Linked DNA regions of Columba livia: region 2 is linked to region 1. Evidence: chromatin contacts called from public Hi-C data. All regions are on one chromosome and are shown on one strand. The core of a region is the stretch at or near the end of the contact, and the rest is flanking DNA. Distances in the headings are between cores, read along the strand shown. Region 1 has its middle 25 kb from the start of USP38. Region 2 holds the start of INPP4B (inositol polyphosphate-4-phosphatase type II B).

The links. A called contact is a pair of places that touch in the nucleus more often than the background predicts.
Region 2: a contact with region 1 is called in a Hi-C map of liver, with 1.7 times the contacts expected there. The contact joins the promoter of INPP4B here to the enhancer-like site in region 1. A contact is called at or near these places in 2 of 2 Hi-C or Micro-C datasets (crop and liver).

What each region holds. Positions count from the first base shown.
Region 1 is chr4:58,587,421-58,592,597 of bColLiv1.pat.W.v2, reverse strand. No RefSeq gene overlaps it. Among named protein-coding and RNA genes, the nearest start is that of USP38, 25 kb to the right of the region's middle. Within about 2 kb of position 1,392, at least 1 of the 3 cell types and tissues checked has an H3K27ac peak away from gene starts, as active enhancers do.
Region 2 is chr4:58,629,442-58,634,904 of bColLiv1.pat.W.v2, reverse strand. It overlaps INPP4B (inositol polyphosphate-4-phosphatase type II B), which reads right to left and starts at 4,082. Exons shown (of 26, transcript XM_065061993.1): 1 at 3,608-4,082.

The DNA of each region.
Region 1 (5,177 bases), core at 143-2,642:
TTAAAGCCGTTTTCTGACTGTCCTAGTATCGAGTCACAACTGAGAGCATCACCACAGACAAGGACATGGCACACCCTGATAGTCTGAGCTGTGCCACTCTTTACCCCAATGCAATCTGCCAAGTTCTAGAAGTGTCAGTGAAACTGCATCACCTGCCCTGAACCATGGAGAATCTCCTATACGGCCAAAAAGCTCTTGGAACCACTCGTGCCCATGATGTGTGATCAAGTAAGCAAACACGCTGATTTTACAGCTTCCTTTAAGTAAAGCCACCTGAAGTTGATTGCCTTCCCGCCTCACGGTGTAGGAACCGATCATCTTGCCAATATAATAGGCTCAGGCAGGATCTCTCAGCAAAGCATATTTTATTAACAGTCTTGCAAACCTGGGTGTTTTACCTAAAGGTAGGCACACGGAATAGGGCAAAAAGCCCCAAAACCCAGCTGCAAATTCCATCCGCTGTTCCCCACTGGTTGGGTACTGCAGGGTTTACAGATGCCCACCTCAGTTTACCTGTCTCATTCGTTTAATTCCAACAATGCCCTCCCCTTATTGATTTATTTAAAATACGGATTCCTGCCTCTTTGGCTACCCTTCCCCTGACTTAACTTTTTGAATACACTAATCAGTTTGCACTCGGGATTAGTTCGAAGAGACTTTGTTTTACACTAAACGTTCATAGTCAGCCGTCTCTCAGTCCTGTCCCCCACCCCGCGCTGGGGTCAGGTGTCAGGTCCCCGCCTGTGAAAACAACATTCCTCCTGCAATGGCTCCGTACAAGCGGCGCCGGCAGGATCACCGGCAGTAAGGAGCTGCGACTGCAGCCAGGGGCAGGGGTGCGCCAGCGCGTGTGCCATCGCCCCCCGGCGCACGCGTGGCCGCACACGCGTGGCGCCACCCACCCCCGATCCCCCCTCCCCAAACCCGGCCGCCTCGCGCCGCCTGCGTGCGCCCAGCGCGCGCCCTGCCGGCCGGCCGCCGCCCGCGCAGCCCCCGCCGCAGCAGCTGGGGTGACCCGCGGCGAGCGGCGGAGCCCCTGCGCTTCCGCTCTTCCACTGGGGGCGGGGGGAAGAGGGAGCGCCGCCCGGGGCGCAACGAGCCTCTCAGACAGGCCTGTGTTTTTCCAGCAGTCCCTAAATGCAAGATGAAAAGTGTGATTTTAGGAGTTTGTCTCGAAAATGGACGAAGAGTGAAGTTTGTCACTATCTGCTTATTCAGAAATAGTACCATACCATTATAAGCTTTCCAAACGGGTCAGATTATAAAAGGATAAGCTGCTACAAGGTGGGCAATGCCAGCCTGAGCCGAGCTGCCAGGAGCTGTATTATGAACACAAGCAGGCTGTGAGCAGCCCTTCTAAACTGCCTTCTCTGGTTTCAAAGGTCAGAGGCACCCCTGGAAGTGCCAAGCCAAACATCTTATGTGTTCTTTATCTGCTCTGCTCATGGATGGCATTTACACCAGCTGGTGAGGCAGATCGGGCTTACTTCTGCGGTTAAAAAAGAAGTAAACGCCAGTAGCAATTTGGCCAGTGCTCCCAGCCAGGCCACTGCCCCCTAAAAGGGCACCCTGTTTTGTCCTGTCACCCTTTCCCGTTTCACAGCGAGAAAGAGCAGCAACTAGCAGCAGTCGCAATGGTGCTCCTTGTGACACAATTAAAACACCCTTGAGCTACTAATGTCATTTAGGCTGACGACCAAGGCCAACTTTTCACCAGATTCTCTGTTAATCAGATGAAACTGGCACTGTATCTCCAATCCTCATCCATTTTGCTCACCAAACCCAGAGGATTTTGGATCCCATATATCCACCTACCAAATAAGAAGCCAACAGCTTCAAAATTAGAGCTTCTCTTGCCTCATACTGTGTATGGGTTAGTACACAAGCTCCGAAACTGTGACTACCAAAGGAGAAAATCAATGTCATTCTGAATCAGAGGAAGGCAAGGAGGCCTGAAAAGCACATTTTACACACTCCTGACAATGTTTCAAGGGCTCTTTTTAAATTTACACCTCCTGATTTCCTGATTACAGTGACCTCCGTAATAATTTACATTACAGTTTTTCCAATTCCAGCAGGGATGAGACACCTCAAAGGAAAGGGAGGTTTCAGCAAGTGATTCAGAAATTTGTATTATCACTTGTATCTGTTAAGGCTTGTTCTGTCAGGTATATGTGTTTGGTTTTCCAATCTAGCATGTAAGTGTCTGCTAAGTATCACCTCAATTTACCAACATGGTCAGAAAACAAAAGGGCAGGAAGAGGAGCGGGTCCATAATGCTGCATCTCCAAACAGTAACAGGAAAGGTCTTTTTACACCTGAAGTTTTCTGCTGTGTGTGTGCTGCCCAGTTCAGAAGACATGATCTAGATGATTGTCCTTACATTCAAATAGCAAACTCTTGGATTTGCAAAAATAGTATTCCCCCCCCCCCCCCCCCTTACTGTATTAAATCTTTTTTAAGCCTTCTGGTTCTCTGGTTATGTTAGATGTCTGCTAGCCTCACTAGAATTCTTGACATGTTTCTCCAGAACGACCTTTATCTTATACTGAACAAAAAGCTTCAGAAAGTAAATATAAGGTCTTGCTTACCATTTCCACTTTTATTTTTCTGCAGGCTACATCTGATCACAAAACTGACACCACCCCAACTCCACAGGAATTTTTCTCATTTAGAAAAAAAGTAAATAAAAAAGCACATAGAAATCGAGTCAGAACAGATACCAGTTGCACAGTGGCCTCTCTCCCAGTCAGTAATGAATCACTTCCTCAGTGCTGTGAGAAAGGGGCATCTAGTTGCTGAACATGCCCGATTTCATAAGAAACCAACTAAGAGACATGATGCCATGCTGTACTTGCTGGAGACGATCCAGGAGGAAAAGAATATATATATATATTTATATATGTATTTATATATATATTTATACAGGAACTTGTATGGCTAATAGTTGCTTTTATTATTTGTCCTACAGAGTCTAGGCCATTGGAGGTTTAAAAATTAAACCTGGAATAAATGAAGGCACATTCTCAACTACTCCAGCTTCCAGAAGATCATCCTATAGGAAATGCAGACTGCTGTACACCTCAGAAACCCTGCACAGCCCCGCACAAGGGGTTTGCTTTTACCCTAGTCCACGTCCTCGTGACTCTCTTGGCATGCAGGTGCCCCACAAAGTATATTCTCAGCTGCCTCCTCTGGCACTGATGGGTCAGATAGTGACCAACACAAAACATCTATCCCAAAGTCTTGCACCAACTACTGTTCATTATTTTATAGAGATTTTATGAAGTGTAAGCAGCCTGGCACAGGTACCCTGCTGGGGCTGTAGCTGGTCTGCCTGTTCCTTCTGCAGACTGAAGCGGCTATGATGCTCCTCGCCTCTGTCTTCCACAGTTATGCTGTGAGGCCATCAACTGTTGGCTTTTACAGTGTTTCAAACATGTAGCGTCCACAGTACAGTGCAAGATTAATCTTGTATACCAGTTCTGCAAAGCAGCCTGTTCTTACATTAGCTAAAGTGATGCCTCTTTCATGGTAGATATCAGCGGAATGGAGATCAGAGTCCATGTTTGCAGCTTTTGGATTCCTCATGCTGAAATAGGCCACATACAGGCAGTGTTGTCATTTTTTATTAATCACAGGTAACATAGTTCTGGTCACTGCTATGGGCTGTTTTGTTGCTATATATAATCTTGCAACTTTCACACAATTTTTGCAAAGCAAAATGAAAATGGGCATCTAATCCTCCTCAAAATGTCTTAGAGCTTTGAGGAAGAGAGCTTTATCTATGTGTCTAGAGGCTAATTGTTCAAGTCCCAGCTGTTCTGCCAACTGTGGTTAATATTTTTCTGCCCTTCACAACCCAAGACATTACATCCAATTGCACAGTAACTATTATTCCTCAGTTCTGCAGAAAAAGGAAGTCTAAAAGTGATTTGGACAGCACTGAAACCAGGACTGGCAGCTCAGTAAGGGCTCCCACTTGACTGAAGATAAGTCAAATCAGATGCTTCTAGAATAATTTGCTTCCTATGTATTGACTTAACATATGATTTCAAAATTTGTGTTAATATGCCTCTTATTGCTGTACATTCGTTACTTGGACTAACAGCACCCAGCCCTTTAAGGATGAGTTATGGCAGCCTCCATGTTCAGCTGGGACTGTGAAGGGTGCACAGGACTGTGCTTCTCAGGCTGCAGCGTGCACTCCAGTGCTGGAAGGTCAACCACCTCAAACCAGTACACCAGCTGGGGTGCAGGCTGGTGCTACTGACTAGGGTGCCACCCGATAAAAAAAGAGAAAGAACATTGAGCATCCTTTGTCCTAGGCAGCTTTGTTTGTATTCCCAGAAACAAGGTGACTGGGTCTATGCAAATTCCAAAAAGATTAGGACTCAATGTAATAAGCTTCTTCTCAGAACACCAAGTGTGGCAAAGGAACGATACAGCCTGTCACCTCTTGATACCGAATGAAATCCTGCCTGGCTCAAGCAGGGATTAAAAATTATTCTCAGCTAATTGATGTTTGGAGTCACTACACTAGATTAATTAGTCTCAGCTCCAGCTTTTGCCTCATGTATTTGCCTGCGCAGCTTTGAGGTAGTTTTTTTCGGTCAGACACAAACCCTGGCTGTGTGTTTGGGCAGTGCCAAGCATAGAGAAAGTGCTGAGCCCCCCCCGAAAACTCCCGGTAGTAAACCGGCCATGGGGGGCTGCAACCCATTCAGTCTGAATTTGGAAAGACTGGCAAAATTATAATAATCTCCCAGGGCAGGCTGGGCGAGTGTGCCAAGCAGCAGATGGACAAAAAAGACAGGGGTTATTATCATGTAATGTTGTGGCCTTTGGTCTAATTTTGTGAGGGTCAATATTTTTTGCTGCTATTGATGTTGTAAAACAGTGAGCTACCATGATCAAGTATGTCCTTTTGTCCCAAAGCACAACAAAACTAAACGTAACCACAATTGATGGAAACTATAGAAAAGGTAATAAATTTAAATTTAAGATAATTTCAGTAGCTGTTATGCCTACCCATTTCCATATTTCTTCTTTCTAAAGTAAGTATATGCAGTGGCAACTGGAAAAGAAAGTGGTTTAATTCCAAGCCGGGAGGAAAAGGCAAATTATTGTGATCTTGTCAATTAATCAAAATTTTAGTAAAACAAGTTCACAGTCAA
Region 2 (5,463 bases), core at 2,833-5,332, 40 kb before region 1:
GCAACTTTCATAGTAGAATGCATTGCATAAATCTGATTTGCTGTTTGAGACTTTGCCCATCTTTTTGATTTATGATGACAGAAGAAACAGGAACCTCTACTGACCTGGACAAATTAACGGAATCTGCCTTTGCAGACTATGGGGAAAATAAACTAAAGAATCCTCCATCATTAAGTTACAGGGTTTCTTCTCTTGTTAACATGCAGCTGGCAAGCAGCTAACATAGTTTTCCAAACAGCAGAAAACTGAAATTTACAGATCTCAACTCCTTTTTAGAATTGCCAGCGTGAATTTTGTACTAAGACGAGCAAGTGTTTTTCATTGAAATCCTCTGTCACTGTGACCACATCTATGAGCTGAAGTCCAGCACCACACTCAAACCTTGCACAACCCAGCCAGCCTTTTAAGTTTTGTCTCAAGTTTTCTGTAACAGAACAATTATCCAGGAGAGGAGAGCCTGCTAAGCTAACTGACTAGATCTTTACTTGGTAGAGTTAAGGAAGAAACAGGCAGTCCTTTTAAAAACAAACAAACAAAAAAATTCTTAAGGGCTGCAAGAGCAAAATCAACTGTGACCGCTCCTAAAGAATGAGAAGGAGAATCTTGGACAAAACTGTCAAGAGACTTGCAGGTTTGTAGGTGAAATCAGGGAGTGTGGGGAGGGCTCCTAAACCCAGGGCAAGCGGTAGGCAAGACTGAAGGCTTGGTGAGGCCAGGACTAACAACTCTCCCCAGATAACATTTCACCCCTCCACCCACCCCACATTTTGACATGTGAAGTTAGATTTTAAAGTTAGTTTAAAAAGCCAAGGAAAAGTATTTAACTGAATTTTATTTATATCAGTCCAGATGACTTTGGAAGAAGGAATCCTTCCTCAAAGGTGTGATAACATCCACCATTCATCAAGAGTAGCACTAAAACACTAATGTAATACAAAAGATTTAGTAAGCCAAACAAAAATAGCTCTTCCTAAAAATTTCCATCAGTCAGAGCATGTGGCATACAGGAAAGGTTAGGAAAATAAAAATTAAGGGGAGAAACAAAGGTAACTGCCCAAGTGTGTAAGAAAGCTAGATCAAATTGTCATGAATTTTGAAGAAACACTAGGGTTGGGAGTAACTGTCCAACTTTCAGTTTGTCTCTCTTAGCCAACTATCTTAAGTGTTCCTGTAAATATGTTATATAAATACAAAAGGTATTGTTTGCATATTTCTCCGCAAAAGTAATATGCTAAAAATATATATCCATCACAAGCTAAATAATTCATCAGACATATCAGTCCTGCTACTTTCCTCAAAATTCACAGTGAATTTAGGCCTAGGCCTATTCAAACAATTACTTGACCTGTAGACTATTTGCAGCCTCCACTCTTTACTGTCAACTAGCAGCACTGTACTCCACAGGCTGACCTCGATGCTCCAGGCAGATCTTCTAGTCCTTGGGATTTTTGTTGGGGTTGTTTGCTCTTGTTGGGGTTTTTTTGTCATCTTGCAGTACAGTAGACTTCCAGGTACTAAGCACAGTATTAATCATGCATTTCAATTCACAAAATCTTCACCTAATGTCACAAAATCTTCAGGTCAGATCAGAAGATAAAAAGATGGTCATAAAGGAGGCACCTGGATACACCTACTCCAACTGATATACCTTAGCCTTAAAAGATGGAATTCTTTGATCAAAGAGAACCAAGGCAGCCCCACAGATAATGCTCTCCAGAGTGCAAAAGAGAGATCAGCAGCACTTGCAAGGTTTGAAGAACCCATGGAGAACTGGAACTTGAAGTTTTAGGTAGTCAAAAAGAGCCAATAAAAGAAAAGCTTTATATTATGGAAAGATTTAATCTTATCTTGAGCACTGTAGGAACGGCCAGAAAGCATAGGGAAAAAAGGCCAAAATAGGGCTCTGAAGTAGTAACACGGCCACATGCTCCCACTAATGTCATCAGGGTTGTAAAAATCTCAGAAGACTAATTTCTGCTCACATTAATCTTGTGACTTGTATCTTCATTTTAGTGGAATTATCAGAATGTGTGAAGTACACAGTCCTGCATGGATAGTTACAATAATGAGGATTCACATGCACAAACCTCATCCAATATACAGGTTCACAGTGCAAAAAAACCCAAGATACTGCAGGGCTTTAAAGCTAGTTCAAATTTAATCAAGAAATTCAAAATAACATTTTAAAAAATCAAGTGATTGGAACATTTCCTTTTTAAAAACTACTGTCACATTTGTAAATATTTGTCCAAACATAGGAAGTTTTGTTAAAAGCAAATAATTTAAATAAACTCTTTCCTTCATAAAGACCGAGAAGCAGACATTTTCCCCTACCATTCTTGCTATGTAGATATCCTTTCAATGTAGATAGAGGGTGTCTGTAAACCAGTGAAAAATTAGTCTTGTTTTTGAGATTCAAAGACAGATGTAAATGACATATATATATGGCCTGATTTTAGTGTATCTATTTTAATGCATCATTAATGCATAAATAAACAAGTAAATTTCTTCTGGTGAGGAAGAGATACAGAAACCTAATTACAGATCAGATGAAAACATAGCTCCGCAAAGACTTCATCCCATTATTTTTACTTCAAATAAGGCACCATTTAGCTTTGGGGACCAGGCAAGCAGACAGCACAAGCTCTACCATTCATGCTTCAAAAAAATCTGTGTGTCACTTTTGGGAACAGAAAAGAGAGCTCCACTTGATCACAGTTCAGAAATCAAATACAATTCCTCCTCCTCCCCGCCCTTTTCTGGCTGATACCATTTCAAATTACAACTTGCTCAACTTATCTACATGTAAGACCTTTCTCATGGTTTCCATCACATTTCAGCAGACGCTGTTATTTGCAAGATGGGGATGGGTATCCTGTAGCTCGATTACTCTACCAAATTAACCCCTTAGCGGCGCCTACGGAGCCTCATACCAGCCTCACCATTCAAGTACCCCCAACTTTCAAACATAACATAAAACTGTTGCAAATAATGTCCTCAGCCCCCGCAAAGCCCCTTCAGAGGAGTCCCGGCTGCAGCGGCAAAAGGGGTGGCCAGGCACCGCGGCCAAAGCGGCACCGAGACTCCCCGGCAGGAAACGCCGGGGATGGGAGAAAGTAGGAGAAATCTCCAGCGGGTCTTAGCTGGAAGTTCTCCCGGCACGCCGAGTCCCTCCCCGCCCCGGTGACCCCCGGAGAGCGGCGGCGGGCCGGCTGGCGGTCCCTGGGGCGGCCGGGCCGCCTGCCTGCCCTGAGCCCCGGCCCTGAGGGGGCGCGGTGCCCGCGCCGGAGGCGGGGGAGCAGCAGCCGCCCGCAGCGCACCGGCCGCCTCGCCGCCCGCCGGGACCGCTCGTCGGGTTGTGGCGGCAGTCGGGAACTGAGCGGCGGCCCCCGACGAGAGCGCCTTAGGGCTACGCACGCCTTGCGGGCTGTAACCTTAAGAAACTTGATAAGGGAATAAAAGGGAGGGACTTCGGCGGAACCCATTCCCAGCTTTTAATCTCTCCTGACGCGCGGGAGACAGCGGGGAAACAAGGAAACAAAACCCTCGCCCGGTGGAAGGAGCACCCGCGTCCCGCCCGGCCCTGCCTGCCCCGAGCGGCGCTTACCTGGCTGGCAGCTGGCTGCCCGCCCGCTGGGGCAACCGGCGCGACACTTTCCCCCGGTGCGTGCGTGTGTCGCTGGGTGGCTGGCGAGCCTGCTATTTATAGTCCGGAGCCTCCAGCAGCGCGACAGCGAGAGGAAATGAAGGGCTGAGCGCCCTGGGAGCCGCGCCGGGCAGCCAGAGCCCAGCCCGCCCGCTGCCCCGAGGAGGGCGAGTGGTGGCTGGCGATAGCCTCGGGCACAGGCGCTCCTGTCCCCCGGCGCCGCCCTCGGACCAGTCTCCTCCCAATGTCACCGCAGCCCAGCGGCGGCTCCCCGGCTCTGCGGCGGCCCCGCAGGTAGCGCCCCTGAGCCCGCAGCGACGAGGAGCTGCCCGCGCCTCTCTGGCAGCCCTGCGGCCGGCAGGCAGCGCGGCACGGCACGGCACAGCCGCGCAGAGGTGACCCGCTGCTGCTGCTGCTGGAGGAGGCGAGACAGACACTGGGGTGTGGGAGGGAGAAGCCGCCGCTTGCCATTCACCTCCTGCCGCCCAGAGGGAGCCCGGCCTCCACGGCCGCCTCTGCCGAGTGCCAGGGACGGAGAGGAGGCGGTGGGAGCTCACCCAGCCCGAGGGGACGGTCGGAGGAGGCGGGGGTCCCTCCTGGGGAGGCCGGTGCCAGCGCTGGGCCCAAGCTGGCAAGCTACTGACTGGGTTGGGAAGCCCTGTGGATGGTCACTGCCGGGAAACGTTAGTCGCTTTCCCCTCGCAGCGCTGGAAGTAAGGGCTCCCAGGGAGCCCAGTGAAGGGCTTCTCAGAGCCGCTGGGCTGGCTTCTTATCAGCTGCAAAAGTTTGGGGGGGGGAAGGGTGATCAAGTAAACCCCTTCCTGTGAACAAGGGAGTGAGAGAGCTTCCTCTAGCCTCTGGAAAGTATTAATGGACTCTGTAGAGCCGGCCTGGGAGCCGCAGGCCCCTGCTCCAGCTCTGTGGTAGCATCTGGGGCTGGTTGTGTTGAGGCAAGGCCAGGGTGCTTTTTGTGCTTTGCTTATTGTAAATAAACGACTTTGCATCGAAGCTATGCAGGGCTTTAGCTAATCAATCCGACTTGCTCATGAAAGCCACTTCAGGGGGTCCTGATGGCACAGCTGACCCCTTCACCGTGCATGAAGCACAGCTCATAAATGCTGCATCTATGGTACGTCATTGGTTCAGTATGCAAGGCAACAGAGGAATTAAGTAGTTTCTAATGCATCTTACTCACTTGATAGTAATCTTTTTGCAATCCAGTTTTTTATTTCTGTTGTACTTAGATATATTCCGGTATTTCAAATGTCGATTAATCCTACTGGGACTACTTGTGTACTATAGTAGGACACCGTCTGGGATTTGAGCTGCGTAAGCAACTCCTAAACCATCATATACAAAACAACTGAAGTTAATGCAGATTTAATAGCTACTTTAGCTTACTCAATAGCATTAGTTACAGGCCTGGATTTTAGGGTTTTCTGTGTCATAACAGCTACAGTCATCTACGTCGTACCAGGACAAAGCCCGACAATTATCTGTGAAAAGCAAAGTTGATTTAGCTTCAGGAGCTTGAAGTCAAAGTTATGCAGAGAGACAAAGTTCTGAGTAGAGGGGAGCTAACCAAATACTCACATTATAAGTTAGATAAAAATTGGAAGGAAAATGCTGAGAAGGCACAAGAAGGAAAGATTTGGTCTTGTCCAAACACTTAAATGTAAGAAGTAATACACAAAAACCTGGCTTGATGGAACTACCCATTTATGTAAAGCTACCCATGCATAAATGTTTGCAGAATCAGACTCATATTGAACAAACCATTGTAACAAAGTGAAACTGCCTTAAACTCAGAGATGAGT